5 separate regions of the Mus musculus genome follow, and all the other regions are linked to region 1. Evidence: chromatin contacts called from public promoter capture Hi-C data. All regions are on one chromosome and are shown on one strand. Each heading gives the region's core, a stretch centred on a gene start, on an enhancer-like site or on the middle of the called end of the contact. The rest is flanking DNA. Distances are from core to core; before and after follow the strand shown. Region 1 holds the start of P2rx1 (purinergic receptor P2X, ligand-gated ion channel, 1). Region 2 holds the start of 1700051A21Rik (RIKEN cDNA 1700051A21 gene). Region 3 holds the start of Tekt1 (tektin 1). Region 4 holds the start of Smtnl2 (smoothelin-like 2). Region 5 overlaps Spns2 (spinster homolog 2).

Evidence for each region. Promoter capture Hi-C pulls out the DNA fragments that hold promoters and counts their contacts.
Region 2: a contact with region 1 is called in a promoter capture Hi-C map of liver, with 4 times the contacts expected there. The contact joins the promoter of 1700051A21Rik here to the promoter of P2rx1 in region 1. A contact is called at or near these places in 6 of 39 promoter capture datasets (the 3T3-L1 cell line, embryonic stem cells, hematopoietic stem and progenitor cells and 2 more).
Region 3: a contact with region 1 is called in a promoter capture Hi-C map of pre-B cells, with 4 times the contacts expected there. The contact joins the promoter of Tekt1 here to the promoter of P2rx1 in region 1. A contact is called at or near these places in 4 of 39 promoter capture datasets (the 3T3-L1 cell line, hippocampal neurons, liver and 1 more).
Region 4: a promoter capture Hi-C map of liver shows a contact between it and region 1, with 2.7 times the contacts expected there. The contact joins the promoter of Smtnl2 here to the promoter of P2rx1 in region 1. A contact is called at or near these places in 2 of 39 promoter capture datasets (both in liver) and 1 of 9 other capture datasets (liver).
Region 5: a promoter capture Hi-C map of pre-B cells shows a contact between it and region 1, with 4 times the contacts expected there. The contact joins the enhancer-like site here to the promoter of P2rx1 in region 1. A contact is called at or near these places in 5 of 39 promoter capture datasets (the C10 cell line, hippocampal neurons, pre-B cells and 1 more), 1 of 484 Hi-C or Micro-C datasets (the HPC-7 cell line), 3 of 115 datasets of contacts at active chromatin or transcription factors (bone marrow-derived macrophages, extraembryonic endoderm stem cells and pancreatic cancer cells) and 1 of 9 other capture datasets (embryonic stem cells).

What each region holds. Positions count from the first base shown.
Region 1 is chr11:72,997,572-73,000,865 of GRCm38.p6, reverse strand. P2rx1 (purinergic receptor P2X, ligand-gated ion channel, 1) reads right to left here and starts at 1,721. Exons shown (of 12, transcript NM_008771.3): 1 at 1,415-1,721. The coding sequence starts at 1,551.
Region 2 is chr11:72,265,028-72,268,321 of GRCm38.p6, reverse strand. 1700051A21Rik (RIKEN cDNA 1700051A21 gene) reads right to left here and starts at 1,478. Exons shown (of 2, transcript NR_045922.1): 1 at 797-1,478; 2 at 1-441. Slc13a5 (solute carrier family 13 (sodium-dependent citrate transporter), member 5) reads left to right here and starts at 1,718. Exons shown (of 12, transcript NM_001004148.4): 1 at 1,718-1,858. The coding sequence starts at 1,757.
Region 3 is chr11:72,360,091-72,363,384 of GRCm38.p6, reverse strand. It overlaps Tekt1 (tektin 1), which reads left to right and starts at 1,503. Exons shown (of 8, transcript NM_011569.3): 1 at 1,503-1,592. Gm34317 (a long non-coding RNA gene) reads right to left here and starts at 1,471. Exons shown (of 7, transcript XR_003949575.1): 1 at 1,394-1,471.
Region 4 is chr11:72,410,057-72,413,350 of GRCm38.p6, reverse strand. It overlaps Smtnl2 (smoothelin-like 2), which reads left to right and starts at 1,638. Exons shown (of 8, transcript NM_177776.3): 1 at 1,638-2,107. The coding sequence starts at 1,718.
Region 5 is chr11:72,465,440-72,468,733 of GRCm38.p6, reverse strand. The region is part of intron 2 of Spns2 (spinster homolog 2); the gene reads left to right. Among named protein-coding and RNA genes, the nearest start is that of Gm40194, 9.7 kb to the right of the region's middle. Within about 2 kb of position 1,448, at least 162 of the 459 cell types and tissues checked have an H3K27ac peak or open chromatin away from gene starts, as enhancers often do. A contact at or near this core is called in the HPC-7 cell line, bone marrow-derived macrophages, extraembryonic endoderm stem cells and 2 more, where this site is marked.

The sequences.
Region 1 (3,294 bases), core at 472-2,971:
ATAAAGTAGAGAGCCCCTGGGGCCTGAGTAGGGACAACCATTTTGATCTCCCCAAGTGAGAAACAGGCTGGGCTTGAGTAGTGACTTCTCCTTCCTGAGGAACTAGCAAATAATTAATGGTGGACGTTTACGCCCCTCTTGTGCTCAGCAGGAGGCTACTGGTACCCATCAGAAAGTTTCCTGGAAACTTTGTAGGGAGTGGGAAATGAGGAGACAGAGCAAAGGTTCAGGGTTGATTTGCCTAGTGACCTAGAAATTCCAGGGCTCCTCTATGGGCCTTAGTCTTCCTCTTAAGCTTGACCAACTTGATTTGTGACCAAGACATAGCCTGAAATGCAGCTGAAGGATCCTGGCTTTGGCTGCACCTGACTAGCTCTGAATCTTAGGGCATCAGTGAGCAGAAGAAAGGCTACTCTAGGAACTAGATACTCCCAAGAGGCTAGTACCACATGAGTAACTCTTTGGGCTCTTAGTCCCAGTCCCCCCAAATGGGGATTTGCAGAGCCCTCAGAACCACACAACACAGGCAGGCAGGGGTACTGGGCGTTCTCAGGCTCCCATTAGGACCCAACCCTTTTACTGATCTCATAGCCTCTAGAGGCTCTTTTTAGTGTGACTGTAAGTAAGCATGATGCTCCTGACATGTGACACTTCTGGTACCCAGCTACCTCAGACCCAGGGCAGACAGAGACACAGCTGTAAGCTTGCGTAGCCAACCAGGTATATAAAACCACCGGTACATGGCTAAATATATAGGACATGGGCAGTCATAGAATACCATGTTAGCCCACACAACACACATGCAAACACAAGATCCTGCCTGGCCTGCTAGCCTTTGCATGGTTCCCAGGCTAGCCAGATAGCTGAAGGAGACCTGTGCTGCTCTGACCCTGTGCCAGGGAAGGAGATGTCACACTTGGGAATGGAGACTACTTCCTGCTCTGTGTCTCCATCAAGATGCTAAGTGTTCAGAATCCAATTGTCTTTTAGTCCCCCAGGGACCTGGATTTCCCAGGTTGTCCTTTGTTCTGACTGGAGAGACGGGAACAGAGCCTATGTTCTGGCGAGTAAAATGAGGCATTGCTTTGTTTCAGTTGCATGAGGAAAGTTGGAGGTGAAAAGGGCTCTTGCAGGGCGTGCCACTCACTCACTAGAAGGGGCCTTTTACAATGTCCTCAGGACCCACAATGGTGTTGCCCCTTGGTCACCATGCACCCAGAGTAGCGTGTCCTATCCTGCATTGGTGTCTCCATCTTGACAGTAGGTTAACAGGGCCTATTCCTTCTTAAGGCATGGAGGCTCACCAGGAGAGCTTTCCAGTGCTTGGAGAGATGAAGGGTACCCCAGAGCTCTGAGGATTGGCACATGTAGAAGACTGGTGCCCAAAGGTGTTGGGAGGGGGACTTAGACTCACCCAATGACGTAGACCAGAACCACCAACTGGATCAGACGGAAAATGACTCCCACCTTCTTGTTTCGTACCAGCACCATCCGGGGAGTGTCATACTCAAAGAAGAAGGCTGACAGCTCATCCTGCAGCCGCCGAGCCATGGTGGGCCAGAAGGGGCTCAGAGACAAGCCCCCCGCACGGCCTCTGTGGTCAAGGGCAGGCTAGCATCTGTGTCTACAGAGAGAGCAGTGGAGTGGCTGGAGGCTTCCCAGCCCCTTAAGAACAGAGCAGGCCAAGTGGGGCCAGAGTTGGAGGTTCGTTGGTGGGATCTGGGTTAGGAGGGAAAAACCCAGGGTGATCAGAGCAGCTTTTGACTGCTGGCAGGCAGTGGAGTACCGGCCAGTGGTGCCCCGTGAAATAAATTCCCAAAGATAGACAGAGGCGGAGCCAGTGAGGCCACCCAGGCCCAGCCCCACTACCCCTCAAGGCTCCGCCTGGGCCCTGCTGGGCCTCCGGAAACAGGAGCTGCTCTCCGGAAACCACCATGGCCACCAGCCACAGGGCCAGAGATAAAGCTACTGGCTACCCCCACTCCAGGAACCTGACAGGACAGAACTGAAGGGTCTCGCCAGGACAATCCCTCAACACTCTACCTCCATCCCCACCCCCACAGTCTCAGAGTAGACAGTTCAGTCCTGGGGACCTGCAGGAAGATGAACAGAACTGATGTCAAGTCCTGTAGCCTAGAGCTACCCTTGGACACTCCCTCTTCGTCAGTCCCTTCAAGTCCAAGCTTGGTCTATACCCATTAACTTCAGCCTCAGGCTGGCATCTCTATCTGCAACCTTGCTCTCCCTCTGTCTGACCTGCTTGACTGTACTCCTGACACCACTCCCATCCCATCCTTACCACCAGAACAGACAGGGAGGTAGACATCTAGACGAGACTAGGGTCACCTATCCCTAGGGAGTTCTGAGACCCAGCTTGGAAAGCCTGATATTAGGCAGTTGTGTCACTTGTTGAGGGCTTGGGGGCATTGTCTGGCTTTTCTAAGTCTGCTTCTTGTAAAGTGGGACAACATAACACTTTCCCCAGAGTGAAGAAGCCCTTGGGGGACGGTCCCAGAAACCTCCAGGACAGAGAACTAAAATACACTGTTGAATTAGGGTTCAGGTCCAATACAACCCTTGCCTTCCTCAATAGTAAAGCAGACCCTGAGCATAGGGTCCCAAGAACCTGATCAGGCTGGCTCACACTGTGCACCTAGGGTCAGAGGGAAGCATTCTCACCCTGGCCTACTAGAAGAACCAGCCTGAAGCACAGGTCTCCTTGGTAACCTTCACTGCTCTGCACCCCCGGCCAAGCCGACCCACGCTGAGTGCTGATAAGGAATCTTCTTCCTCATGAGCTACTAACAGGGAGCGAATGGCCCCTGGGCCTGGCACCGAACCCTTATGCAAACTGGGCTGCTTTCTGCATGTCCCCTCCCAGCACCCAGGACCAGCCCCAACCTCTTGAATAGAAAACACACACACACACACACACACACACACACACACACACTGACATTCCAGTAGGAACTCTCTCAACTGTCTGACGCCACTGAGCCAGGGTGGTGGGAACCACATCCTTCGCTTTTTTTTTCCTAAGGAGTCAGAGCTTCAGCAGGCTCTGTGACCTTACCCTGACCCCAAACAAAAGGGCATGTCCCTCTCCCAGCTGACTTCACGTGCAGCTGTTACAGCAGTAGGCCCAGAAATGAATTGTGTGTGATAGGAATGGGTGGGTGCTAAGACTGAGCCATCTCTGTGCCCGCCCCGACGATGCTTACGCCATATTCTAGAGAGGGACCTGCTCCAATTGAGGGAGAAGAGAAAGGATGGAGAGAAGAAAGGAAAAGGAAG
Region 2 (3,294 bases), core at 229-2,728, 730 kb after region 1:
CCCAGAACCCATATGGCTGTTCCCAACTGTCTATTATTTCAGTTTCAGGGACTCTGACACTCTCTTCTGACTCTGGGGTTATCAGACATGCAAATGATACACACATATATATGCATGCAAAATACTCATACACATAGAGTCTTGAAACACACACACACACACACACACACACACACACCCCAAAGCAGGAACTCTAGTTTTAATTGCCCTGGGGGAAGGGATGGGCCCAGGGCCACATAGATGCAAACAAGCAAACAAACCGAAAATAGAGAGGGCCTGAAGAAGGCAGTTGCAGACTTGAGGGCAAGGTGACAGGCAGGTCACAGGAACAGAGTCAAAAATCTTGATACAAATGTGTGTTCTGTTTTAGGGCCTTCGACATTCACAGGCTGAGAAGGTGGGGAATTCAGTAGTTCTTTCCTGGTGGTGGTGGTGGCAGGGCTAGGGGTGGAGAAGAGGGAGGAGAGGTTAGTCTCATATAATTCGTAGCAATTGCATATAACCTATTCTTTACTTCATCTCTGGATTGCTTGCAACACCTAACACACAGTGTAAGTGCCGTGCTAATAGTCGGTCTCTGTTGTATATAGTTCAGAGTACGCCGATGGTTTCCATGTTTAGAACAGAAGCAGCCATCCTAGTCGTAAACACGCTAACCATGTCAGCAACTAGATAGCATCTTGATCAGTGGTGAGAGCTGACTGTACAGGAATCTGGACTCAGCCATGTGTCAAGTAGCCTGTGGATAAGACTCCCCAGAGGAGAATGAGAGGCAGGCAGAAGAGAAAGAACTCACCGAAGTGTCAATAATGTCATTGCACCCTCTTGTGTTGGTGTCCCAAACAGGACTTAGCACAGCAGGTACTACACACAGGTCTGTTAAGGGGAGGATTAATGAATGAACGAATGCCTCGATGATGGTTGGCAGGATTATGCCCCCTCTTTTCTAAGGCCCCGTCTCCCACCATAAAATGGTACTAGCGAGGTGGTTGGTAAGTGGGCGGCAGCAACTACCCGCGCCTGGGCAAAGACGGCCGGCCTGCGCAAGCGCGTTCGCTGGAGGGTAAAAGTCGTTCGGTCTGCGAGGACAGTGACCGCCTTCCTTAGCGGTCCCTCTAGAGCGCCTACGGTGCGCTGGGTAGGAGACGGCACGAGGAGGGAAATGGGTTCTATGTCTAGAGTCGGGCTAACGCTAGGAGGAAGCCAGCGGATCTTGGAGGTGAGAAGACCGCGGTGGCGCAGGGCTCGGCCATCGCCTCTAGGAGACGCCCCTCCGGGATAGGGATGAGAAGGAGAACGCTTTGGAGAGAGAAGCCTGAGAATCCTACAGGCTGGTGTTTTTCATCTGGGACATTCCGGAGTCCAGGAGAGAGCAGGTGAGAGTACACAAAGGGTCCTCACGCTTAAGCTGGCAGAATGACCGGCACACCCTGCATGGTACTGAGGACCAGAGCAGCGCCAACGGGCTGGCAAGTGGTGAGGTGCCAGGGTCCAGTCCTCTCCATAGAGGGCTGGTGCCAAGCACTGAAATCTGCAAACGCCTCACTCTGCCGCGGGGTGGCAGAGTCCTGGGACAGACACTCCCCACAGACCCCGAGGGGTGGCTCCGCCCCAGGACCGCAGGGAGGCCTGGCAATGGGGGGCGGAGTTGTAGCCGCCCCCAATCCGGTGGGACCGCGCGTCCCCCTTTTAAGCTCGTGAAGCTTCTAGCTGCCTCGCAATCTTTTCTCCCTCCAGTCAGTCTCCCTTTCACGCGATGGATTCGGCGAAGACTTGTGTGACCAAGTTCAAGTCCTTTGCGATTTTGCTCTTCACCCCGATCCTGATGCTTCCACTCGTCATTCTGATACCTGACAAGGTCAGTTGCGTGTCTGGGCAGCCTGGCGGAATCCGGGTGCCCAGTGCAATAACGGGCACGGAACCCGGGAACGCTGAGCTGGAACGCATAGATTCCTCCGTGGGGACGAGCTCCCCTGGGACGCGTGCTCAGACGCTCCAGGCACCAGATAGGAGGTGCTCTGCAAAGAATCCGAGGGACGCACAGACCCTAAGGTGAACACGTCCTAGAGTGCACCGATTTCAGGGCGCAAGAGCCGTCCGGGCAAACACGGAAACCTGGACGTTAGAACAGATCTGAACCACACAGACCCCTCGACAGGCTTAGCCTCTGACTCAAAATCTCCTCCCAGAGTGCACAACCAACGCTAGTCCAGCTCAAAGATAATGCTCGAGCTAGTAGAGACTCTGAAGGCTGGGCTTTCTTTCCCTCTGTGCCTCTTCTCTAGGAAAGAGAGATTTCCTAGCTGTAGATGCCTTCAGGCAGGGAACTACAGGAACAGAGTGGATCATGCCTTTGCCATAATCTGGCCTTGATATTTGAAGCTCAGGTTCCCCATCTATGATCTATATTTCTTTCTAGCTCGGAAGCCAAGGAAGCCACTCTCGAGTTCAAATCCTGCTGCAGCCTGAAAGGCAGGTCGGGCACTGCCCACCGCCTGCTGAGGCAGTCAGTGTGAGGAGGCAGGACGTATTCCCAGAGCTCACGCCTTGGGTGGCATGGCTCTCGGTTGCTGGGGAAGCTGAGTCCCATTCCCTGGCCTCCTGGTGCTCCTGGGAGGAAGGGAGAGAATGAATGGCCTTGGCTGCAGAGCAGAGGAGGGCGGGAGCGCTGGCCCCGGCTCTGTCAGGCTGTGTGCAGCCAGTTTGGCGAGGCCAGGGCTCTTTGAAGCCTTATGTGGCTACCCTTTCACTCTCAGCCCAGACAGGAAACCTTGCTCGGATCCTGCTTCCCCTCCACAGGCAGGTTTGAGAAACAGTGGCTCTCTTCAGGGAAGGTTTTGAGAGGAGAGGGGTGTCCCCTGGTGGGCTTCTAGTCATTTCACATTGTGCCTTTCAGCAAGACCCTTTGCTCTCCGGGCCCCGGGTGCTTTGATGGGTACAATGGGGTGACTGGATTCTGGGAGTAAAAGGGGATCATTCCGGCTCCTAGGATTGGGGCGCGGGGGGGGGGGCAGAGGAAACATACTGAGCAGAGGCTCCACATGGGCCAAGGAGAGCAGAGCAACTGTGCGGACTCATCCGCTGCCACTCTGTTAGCGAGCATCCAGAGATTCGGGGCCATTCCCGTCTGTGGGAGGCATCCAGGTTAGGAAGCTGTGATTTTAGCTCTGCTGGCGGGGAGTGATGTTCCTTGGAATAATTATAGTTGCTTGCTTGACCTTTCTGGTAGAGGACAGTGTAACCAGGATCCCACTTTATCCCTGGCTCATGCATGTGTATGCGCACGTGTGCACA
Region 3 (3,294 bases), core at 254-2,753, 640 kb after region 1:
CTCTCTCTGTCTTCCCTCCCATTCTTTTCCCCTGTGTGTGTGTGTGTGTGTGTGTGTGTGTGTGTGGTTGTGCAGGTCAGAGGACAACTTGTGGCAGTCATGTCTTTCCTTCTGGAGAGGCACTTTTACTTGCTGAGCCACCTTGCCTACCCCAGTCTTTGAATTAAGGTATTCATTAATATTAATACCAGAATTAAGAACATAGATACATGAGCTGGGCAGTGGTGGCGCACGCCTTTAATCTCAGCTCTTGGAGGCAGAGGCAGGTGGATTTCTGAGTTCCAGGCCAGGCTGGTCTACAAAGTGAGTTCCAGGACAGCCAGAGCTACACAGAGAAACCCTGTCTTGAAAAAAAGCAATATATATATATATACATACATGAATGAAAGGTGAGTGTTAATTTCCAATATGTCTTTCAGATTTGAATCCTCAGCTTAAGGGTCTTTTTCTGGCATGCTGAGATGCCAGGGATAAGCAGATACACCCAGCTCATCGCTGCTTTTTCTTCCTTCCTTCCTTCCTTCCTTCCTTCCTTCCCTCATTTCTTTCTCTTTCTTTTAAAGATTTGTTTATGTATTTATTTTATGACTAGGAGTGCTCTGTTTTCTGTTTTCATGCACACCAGAAGGTATGCACTGGATCTCATTGCAGATGGTTGTGAGCCACCATGTGGGTGCTTGGCATTGAACTCGGGACCTCTGGAAGAGCAGTCAGTCCTCTTAACCGCTGAGCCATCTCTCCAGCCCTTCATCAGTGCCTTCACATTGTTATAAATTTTATGCCTTTGTTTCATCGTGTTCACCTTTATGATTGCTTTTTCTGCCACACAGACAGCGCCAATTTCCCATTTCCAGTAGTAATGCAAAGGGTTTTTTTGTTTTGTTTTGTTTTTGTTTTTTTGTTTTTTAAATAAACGTGCTGCCTGTAAAACGAACGTTTGAAGATGGTGTATGGCTATGTTAAACTCATGGCCGTGGCACCGAGTGGCTGGCGTCCTGAAAGCCTAATTTTAACTCAATCCACAACAGTTTGAAGATCACGTAGCAGTGCGATCTTAACCGAGAAAAAGCTCAGTGCTTGGTGAGTTTTACGCCTTGGGAGAAGATACCTGGCCGAAAACCCATTCTTGCCTACCCCTGTCTGGAGCTACCCATGCACCCTGTGTGTCGCTAGGTTTGCAGGTCCTTTGCTCCAGGTTTGGAGCAACGACCACGTGGAACGCAGTGTGTGTATCTCTGTGGTCCCGGGTCATCTACGGCTCAGGACAGCGCCAAGACCGACCCGCTGTGCATCTATGGAGTCAGAGACTCGGGGAACGGGAACCCCGAGTGACCCAATCTCCTGCCCCGTGTTTTGACGTTTTCTCAGCAGGATCAGACTTCGGACCACCTACTTTCTTTGTCTTGTTTGCTCGGGTTACCCTTTAGCACCACTCTCACATTCGCGCTTGCGCAGTCTTCTAACTAGGGCAACGTTGCGTCCGTCCGGTTGCCATAGAGACCGCAGTTTTCTCGGCTGGTTCTCTCAGAACCAGGAGCTCTGGTTGGGGTCAGGAGTGCCCTACAGAAGCTTGTGTTCTTTAATGAACTAAGGTAAGTGAGCCCCGATCCACCTCACCTACCCCTTCTCCCTACCCACGCGGTGTGTCTTTTGTATCAGCGGTTAGCACTGATATCGGTCCCCTCTTCGAGACTATTCACACTTGTTCAAAGTTATATCTCAGAGAGCCACGCTGAGACAGACTCGGGAGAGACCATAGGAGGGGACTGAACTGGAGAGCTCAGGAGTGTCTGAGGGGGTTACATGGGGCCTGATGCTTAGCCTAGTCAAGATCTGAATCCATCCTTGGTTGTGACGGCTTCAGAGGCCCCTAGGGTAAATACTAGGGTTATAGAGTCCAGAGCGGGAGGCTTTCAGAGTTCAGCTTTGCCTATGGAAGACAGATGTGATGTCGTTCAGAGCCAGGGGATCATATTTTTTTTCCCCCGCAACTGTCTCCAGAGGCTGCCTTACCCCCTGTTCCTTGTCTTTATCCTGTAGTCACAATGCCCAGATGTTGGCTTACAGACGTCACATCTGTTCATTTCTTATACAACATGTCTGGGTTCATGTATTTGAAAGAATACTGCTTGTCTTAGGGTTTCTATTGCTGTGACAAAACAACATGATCAAAAAGCAAGTTGGAGAGGAAAGGGCATATTTGTCTTACATGTTCATATTGCTTGTTTATCATTGAAGGAAGTCAGGATAGGAACTCAAAACAGGGCAAGAATCTAGAGGCAGGAGCTAATGCAGAGGGCATGAAGGGCATGCTAACTGGTTTGTTCATCATGGCTCGCTCAGCCTGCCTGCCTTCCTTCCTTCCTTCCTTCCTTCCTTCCTTCCTTCCTTCCCTTCTTTCTCTTTTTTCTTTCTTTCCTTCCTTTCTTCCTTGTCTTTTCTTCCTTTCTTTCTTTTCTTCCTTTCTTTCTTTCCTTCCTTCCTTCCTTCCTTCCTTCCTTCCTTCCTTCCTTCCTTCCTTCCTTGTCTTTCGTTCTCTCTCCCTCTCTCCCTCTCTCCCTCTCTCCCTCTCTCCCTCTCTCCCTCCCTCCCTCCCTCCCTCCCTCCCTCCCTCCCTCCCTCCCTCTCTCTCCTTTTTTCTTCTCCAAGGCAGGGTGTCTTTGTGTAGCCCTGGCTTTCCTGGAACTCACTCTGTAGATTAGGCTGGTCTCAAATTTTCAGAGATCCACTTGCCTCTGCCTTCCTAGTTCTGGGATTAAAGGCACCACCACTGCCCAGCTCAATCTGCTTTCTTGCAGAACCCAGGACCATCAGCTCAGGCTTAGCATCACCCACAAAGGCCTGGGCCCTCCCCATACATCACTAATAAAGAAAATGTCACACAGCCAGATTCATGGAGTCATTTTCTCAAGTGAGGTTCCCTCTTGCCAGATAACTCTAGCTTGTGTCAAGTTGACATAAGACTAGCCAGTACACTGTTCTATGATTCACCGAGAGCAACAAGAACTCCACATCTCAAAAGATGCACAGGAGAATATCAAGAGCATTTTGTGATAACCCTAAATGAGAATAGTCCACATGTTTATAAGCAATAGGAAAAGGTTAATTTTTACATAGTCACCTGGTACATTGCATAGTGATAAGAATGGACAAGCTACATTATAGGCAGTAAGACCACTTTTATGAACACAATATTAAATAAAAGCCACCAGATGCTAAAGAAAATACTCTATTTAGTTAAAAAGCAAAGGAACCTATATGTAGCATTAAAGATGGGGTTAGTGGCAACCTTGT
Region 4 (3,294 bases), core at 389-2,888, 590 kb after region 1:
TGGCCCCTCTCCAGGGCTCTATCAAAGATTCCACCCGGAGAAAGAATGCAAGGAGCGGTTTGGCTCACCCTGTCCAGACGGCTGCTTGGAACACACACACAGACATGCAACATGCACGCCTTTTGGCACTTGACTTTCCCATGAAATAATTGCTGGAAAGCTCCTTGGATTAGGTAACCCAGTGTTCCTTCCTGTCCCTACCCGGGGGAGGGGATCAGCTCTTAGCATCTGTTAGGCTAACCCAGCTCCTGGGGGAAGGAAAGGGCAGTCTAGGAGGGTCTGGGGCCTCCCAGACATCCTTGGAAGCAGAACAGTATGACCAGAACAAGCCTTTGAGCCTGCTCCTATGGATCATCTCACTAGGCCTCTCCAGGCTTTGAGCCACCTCCCATAGCCCAGGCCCAGAGAAATCGAGTTAGGAAAGCCTTTTAGCACAATGAATGAGATGGTTTTTTCTTTATTTTAAATGTTTACAACATCTATCATATTGTTATCCTGAGCAACAATTGCCTCCATCCCTCCTTCTTTGGTGATGTTTGGGGTTTCTAGGCTGGGAAAGGGGACTTTCTGGAATAAGAGGAGTGCTGGAGAAAAAAAGAGGTTTGAAGGTTGTCAGGTGGATCGAGGTTCTTGACTGAGCTTGGGGAAGAGGGGGGCAGCAGTGCACATCCTAGTTTTTGATCCCAAAGTTGCTCATAGCAAGATTTTGGGATTTGGGTCCCAACCTTCCTGTTCATCTTTAACACACACACACACACACACACACACACACACACACACACACACACACAGAGAGCAGGCCTAGGAGGATAGGAGGGGCATTTTACCATCTACATAACTCTTCCTGATCTCAGAACTGGTGCAAGAAATCCCAGGCAAAAGTGTCACAGGTGGGGGGCTGAAGTGTGGGCTTAGCAGTTTAGGGCACTTTTTGCTCTTTCAGAGAAACCCCAGAACTCGGCTCCCAGCACACACATGATGGCTCACAACTATTGGAAACTCCAGTTCTAGAGGATCCTGACACCACTTTGTGATTTATGTGGGCACCACACATGCTGTGTAGATACAGACAAGCAGGCTCACACACATAAAGTCAAATAAATATTTTTTTAAAAAGTCTCACAAGTGAGTATTTGCGAACTGGATGGTACCGGTGGTGACCGGAGATGCATACAAAGGTGAGTCAGAGCGGTTATGGTGTGTGTGTGTGTGTGTGTGTACAGTTGCTGCGGTTCCCTGAACAGGGGGGAGAGTCCAACCAAAGTGGACCTACAGGGAAATGTATAACTCTTTTAGTTGTTGTTCCTAGAGTAATGTCCTTTCGAGTGTCTTCTTCCCAGATCTTTCACCGGGTCGCACACCACTCCCTGGGGTCAAGCGTGTATGGGACTCCTTACTCCCCCAGGGATCCACATCCCTGCAAAGCAGAGAAGGAGAACTTTTCACTAAGTGCCTCCGGGGCCAGGCATCCCGCACCGACCCGGCCAGTCCCCAGGGGCGGGGTGTCCTGGAATGGGCTGTCCCGCCCCCTCGGCCCCGCCTCCTCACTCAGCGCCCAGTCCTGGGGCTCTAGGGGTCTGCCCCGCCCTGCTCCCGCCCCCTCCGGCCGCCCCTCGGGCTCAGCCAGCCGCGGCCCGCCAGTCGTCCCAAGGAGCTGCGGATCTCTCAACGTCTCCCGCGTTCTGCCCGCTGTCCGATCGGTGTGCCCCACTCGGCCATGGAGCCGTCCCCCGACGCCGAGGAGGCGCACACAGTGCGCGAGGCGCTGGGCCGCTACGAGGCGGCGCTGGAGGGTGCGGTGCGTGCGCTGCACGAGGACATGCAGGGGCTGCAGCGCGGCGTGGAGCGGCGCGTGGCAGAGGCGCTGCGCCTGGCCGGCCCCTTGGCTCGTACTGTGGCCGAGCTGCAGCGGGACAACCAGCGGCTGCAGGCACAGCTCGAACGCTTGACGCGCCAGGTGGAGGCGCTGGGCTTGGCGACTGGAGTGTCCCCTGCACCCGGCACGCCCAGTCCCCCTCCGGCGGCCACAGTTACCGACCGCGCCCCCCGCTTGGGCACTGCACGCTTCTCCAGTCATGCCACCTTTTCGCTGTCCGGTCGAAGCCCGGTGAGCCCCGGGGGTGCGGCGCGAGGGATGTGAGCGACTAGGAGCGTGCCTGGGGTGTAGGGTTGGGAAATTGGTGCCGCCCATCAGCTCTGAGTGCGTGCGCTGGCGAGCGTCCTCTAGTAAGAGAGCTATACCTCCACCTGCCGCTGGGACTTGGTAGCCGGGATTACATTTAAGCTCTCCAGAGCTGGAAAGGACAGGAGAAACATTGTTTTAGTAGGCCTGCTGCACCTGCTTTGCACTTCTTTCTTGGATCCGGGTGGTGTTTTTGCCTTGAGATCTGCCCTCTCCCATCTGACCCATGAATTTTAAGAGTTTGGACGCCAAGGTTCAGTCTTTGATAGTTCACTGTCGTCTGGGTCCTCACCTGCAAGTTGGAATGGTCAGCGTCCTCTACCTGCCCCCTACAACGTTTTTGTTCACGCGCACTGTGTTGCTGCTTCACTGAGGCCTGACCGTTCCGGTTGTAGATTAACCCCGACTGAGTTGCCTCTGTGTGTGTGTGTGTGTGTGTGTGCGCGCGCGCGCGCGCGCGCGCATGTGAGCGCACTCTGGTCTGGACTGATCAGTAACTGTTTGGGAACTCATGTTGCAGAGGGCAGACCCTTTACTGGAAACGGAGAGGGGGAACGGGCCTTTAGCTGTGTCTAGATTTCTGGGCAGAAGCTGGTGTGGACCAGTTTTACCACTTGGTCACGACCTCCTGGAGTGACAGAGCCTGGTTAGACTGTTTCTATGGTGTGTGCAGTGGCCCTTAGGTGGGATTTTCCATCCTGACCCGGAATTTGCTGGCGGGGTGGGGGGGTGGTGGGGGGGGAGGGAAGTGGGGGATGGGGGAGAGGAGTGGGAGGGGTTGGAGGAGTGGGAGGGGTGGGAGGTGCTTTTCAAGGGCCAGGGTCTTAGTACACTGCCTCTGCCCCCTGCCTTGGTGTATTCCCAAGGCCCTTAGCTCTACTGTGGGCCTCAGCAGGAGGACATCAGATAAGTCCTTGCCCCTGGAGGTCTCAGCCTGGGTGGAGGTGACCCCAGACTTGAACAGTGGCAACAGGTGAGCAGAGACGCCTTGCTCCAGACTCTGCTCCTTTTGCATTGGGGATTTGAGGAGGGTGTGCTGTGCTTGTTGCAAATGGCAGCACGATGCATGCTGCCTGGAGTGGCCAAAAGTGCTCACCAGCCAGGGTGCAGCC
Region 5 (3,294 bases), core at 199-2,698, 530 kb after region 1:
TGGCCAAGGTCCAGGTGCCTGCCTCAGGTTCCTTCAGTCACTCAGTGAGGGCTTTTGAAAGCACTCCCTTCACAGGGGTGGGATGGGACATGCTAGGCCTCAGAATGTAAGCCCAGTCCTGGTCTCTAGGGACGTGTGTCCCCCTGTGGCCTTCTCACGCTGCAGCCTGACCCATCTCCTGCTGTTCCCAGTATAGCATGAATATTCTCTGACGTCAGGGGCGTCTGTGGGGACCATCCTCTTCCCAGTCTAGCATCAAGTGATATGATTTAAAGCGAGGGCTTCAGAGTCAGCTAAACTACAGTTTAATTTTGACTCAGACATACAGTTGCCCTGTGACATCACTTCTTTCAGCTGGGTCATCTTCTCTGTAAGATGAAGTTAGAGAGAGAATCGACAGAAATGATGAATGCATGTGCCAAGTGTGTGTCCAGGGCCTGGTCTGTCATAACTGATCCATCAGTGACAACTGCAGGCGTTATTAACAATAAGCATCGTGCTTCATTAACCATCGTACAATATGATTAGAAGACTTGAAATTTATATAATGTGTGTGTGAATGTGACAGTGTGCGCGTGCCTGTGACAGTGTGTGCGTGCCTCTGTGTGTGTGTGTGTGTGTGTGTCAGTGTGTGTGAGAGTATGTGTGTGTGCTTGTGTGTGTGTGTGTGAGAGAGAGAGTGTGTGTGCGTGTGTGTGTGAGAGTATGTGTGACTGTGTGTAAGAGATAGTGTGTGTGTGTGAGAGAATGTGTGTGAGAGAGTATGTGTGTGTGTGAGAGTATGTGTGTGTGAGTGTGTGAGAGAGTATGTGTGTGTGCATGTGTGTGTGAGTATGTATGTGAGAGAGTATGTGTGTGTGAGAGAGTATGTGTGTGTTCGTGTGTTGTGTGAGAGAGTATGTGTGCATGTGTGCATGTGTGTGACTGTGTATGAGAGATAATGTGTGTGTGTGAGAGTGTGTGTGCGTGTGTGTGAGAGTATGTGTGCATGTGTGCGTGTGTGTGACTGTGTGTGAGAGATAGTGTGAGGGGGAGCGAGAGAGTGGTGTGTGTGTGTGTGTGTGTGTGTGTGTGTGTGTGCATGTGTTGTCATCATGGTGAACTCCTAGGCACGTTTCATTACCCACTTTGACATTAGCAGGATTTGGTGACCCTTACTGATTCACAGGCTTTAAGTACATCAAGCTGTGCAATTCATGGTAGGACCTGCACTTTGGCTAGACAAGAGGCACTGCCTACTCAGATTGTCTCTGCCCACTCCCCACCCAGTTCAGACTGGCATACAGAAGGCAGTTGTTCCTCTTCCCCTCTAAACATGTGTAAGCCCTTTGAGACTAAGCTTTTCCTCGTCCACATCCTGATCTGATCTTGGGCAGGTCTTAGGAGGCAGAGCTGACAAGAAAGCATTCTTTCTGTAGATGTAAGGAAATAATACTGGCCCTGGCTAATGTAAACACGAGCCTTGTTGACCCAGCCTGCGCCTCGGAGGGCAGGGCATGAAGCACCTTCCCCCACACTGTCTCATCCAATACTCAAGCCACCAGAGCAGCAGCTATTTTTATCTTCATTTTACAGATGAGGAAGTTGGCGTGGGGAGCTGGCTTAGAGTGGCTCATGAGAGTCGATTGTTAAATTTTTAGGAATTGTGTGAGCCGATTGTTAGACACAGCCATTGTTAGAACTAAATCATAATAAACTTACAACTGAGTGATCTGTACTGAAAGAAGCTGATAAATTCTCAGAAGTCATCGCTTCCTAATTACTTTCTTACATCAAGACATTATCAGTGTGCTTAAGGTAAACTCCTTTTATCTGAATGGTGGAAACGCCTATGACTGAACAAGGTACTAAGCTCTGAGCTTCACATCTCTTAGGTGACTTGGCCTCAGCCGGGTAGAGTGTTTATACTGTGGAGATGCACAACCCCCAGGCATCGTGGGGCCCCTCCTCTGTCCCTTTTTAGAGAACCTGTTTCTACACATTTACCAGCACATCAATGAGGCTGACAATGACAGAGATGTGACCTGGCAAAGGAGCCTACCTAAGAAGGTGCAGAGCTGGGGTTGAACCCTATGGCGCAAGGACTGATTCTGCCCAAAGCTTAAGTCACAGACCTGAATTACCAGGTCCCCTCTCCTGTGTTTTCAAGTCTAGCGGAGAAAAGAACCCTTCATGCTACTCTGAGCAACCCACTTTGCCCTGCTCACGCCCTTCCTCTCGTCATTGCTCCTCCCCCTAAATACTGTCTCCCCAGAGGCTGCTAAACCACATACACATGAACCTAGCGTACAGAGGTCAGTGTTGTCTGGCCATCTGCCTACTGGCAGTGGGACTGCCTTCCATGAGACAGAGGGGACTCCCTGTCTGTGTAGTTGGCCTCTATTCTACCTGGATCTCTGTATCTCACCTAGAACACCAACCCCTCCCATCATCAACAGTGGCATTCTCTCCCAAGTCCCTGAACATTACTGTGCTCTTGTCCCAGCAGAGCCAAACCAGGTCATTAGTTCTTTGTTCAGCATCTCCTGCCTTCCCCGTGAGGATCCCACTCCATCTGGCCTCTTAGCCTTGTCTTCCACCCTTCCCCCTCCGTCACTTTGCTTCAGACACTCTGGCCTCTTTCACGCCCCGCAAACACACCAAGTGCACTCTAGCTCTCCTTTCCCCGGTACTTCTATGACTGTTTCCTTGTCTCCTGCAGGTCTTTGCTGAGTTGAAATGTCACCGTCTCTTCTATTTAATACTGTATGATCTGTCTTCTCTCTCATACATGTATTCTCAATAAAATTTTATGATAATGTCTATCATACTCTAAGGCAACACTGGACTCTGGCTGTACAGAGCAGCAGAGATGTTTGGCAGAGATGTTCGAACAGGAATGGCCAATGCATCAACCTCACCTCGGTCACAGAAATGGCTTGGTTTTTGCCAGATTCCACCCGAGGCTGCAGGATCGTCCCTGTGCGCTCAGCTCCTGAGCTTCAGTTTCTCCTGGCTTTCTGTTTCTGCGGAAAGCCTCATCTTCCTCATGCATCTATCAGCAGCTGCTTCTTGCCACTCCTTCCTCCAGGCTGTGGTCCTTCATACACGTATCTCTTCACATACATTTCATATATCTATACATCTCCTGTACCTGCTTAATATTCCTCATACAGCGTGTTAATTATTACTACTATTTTGTTATTTATGTGCCTTTCTTCCTTAGATCATTAAGTTCCGGGAAGGCAGGAATCTCCTGTTTATCTACCCATGAATCCCAAGCACCTAACGTATGTTAGTATGTTGCAGATGCCC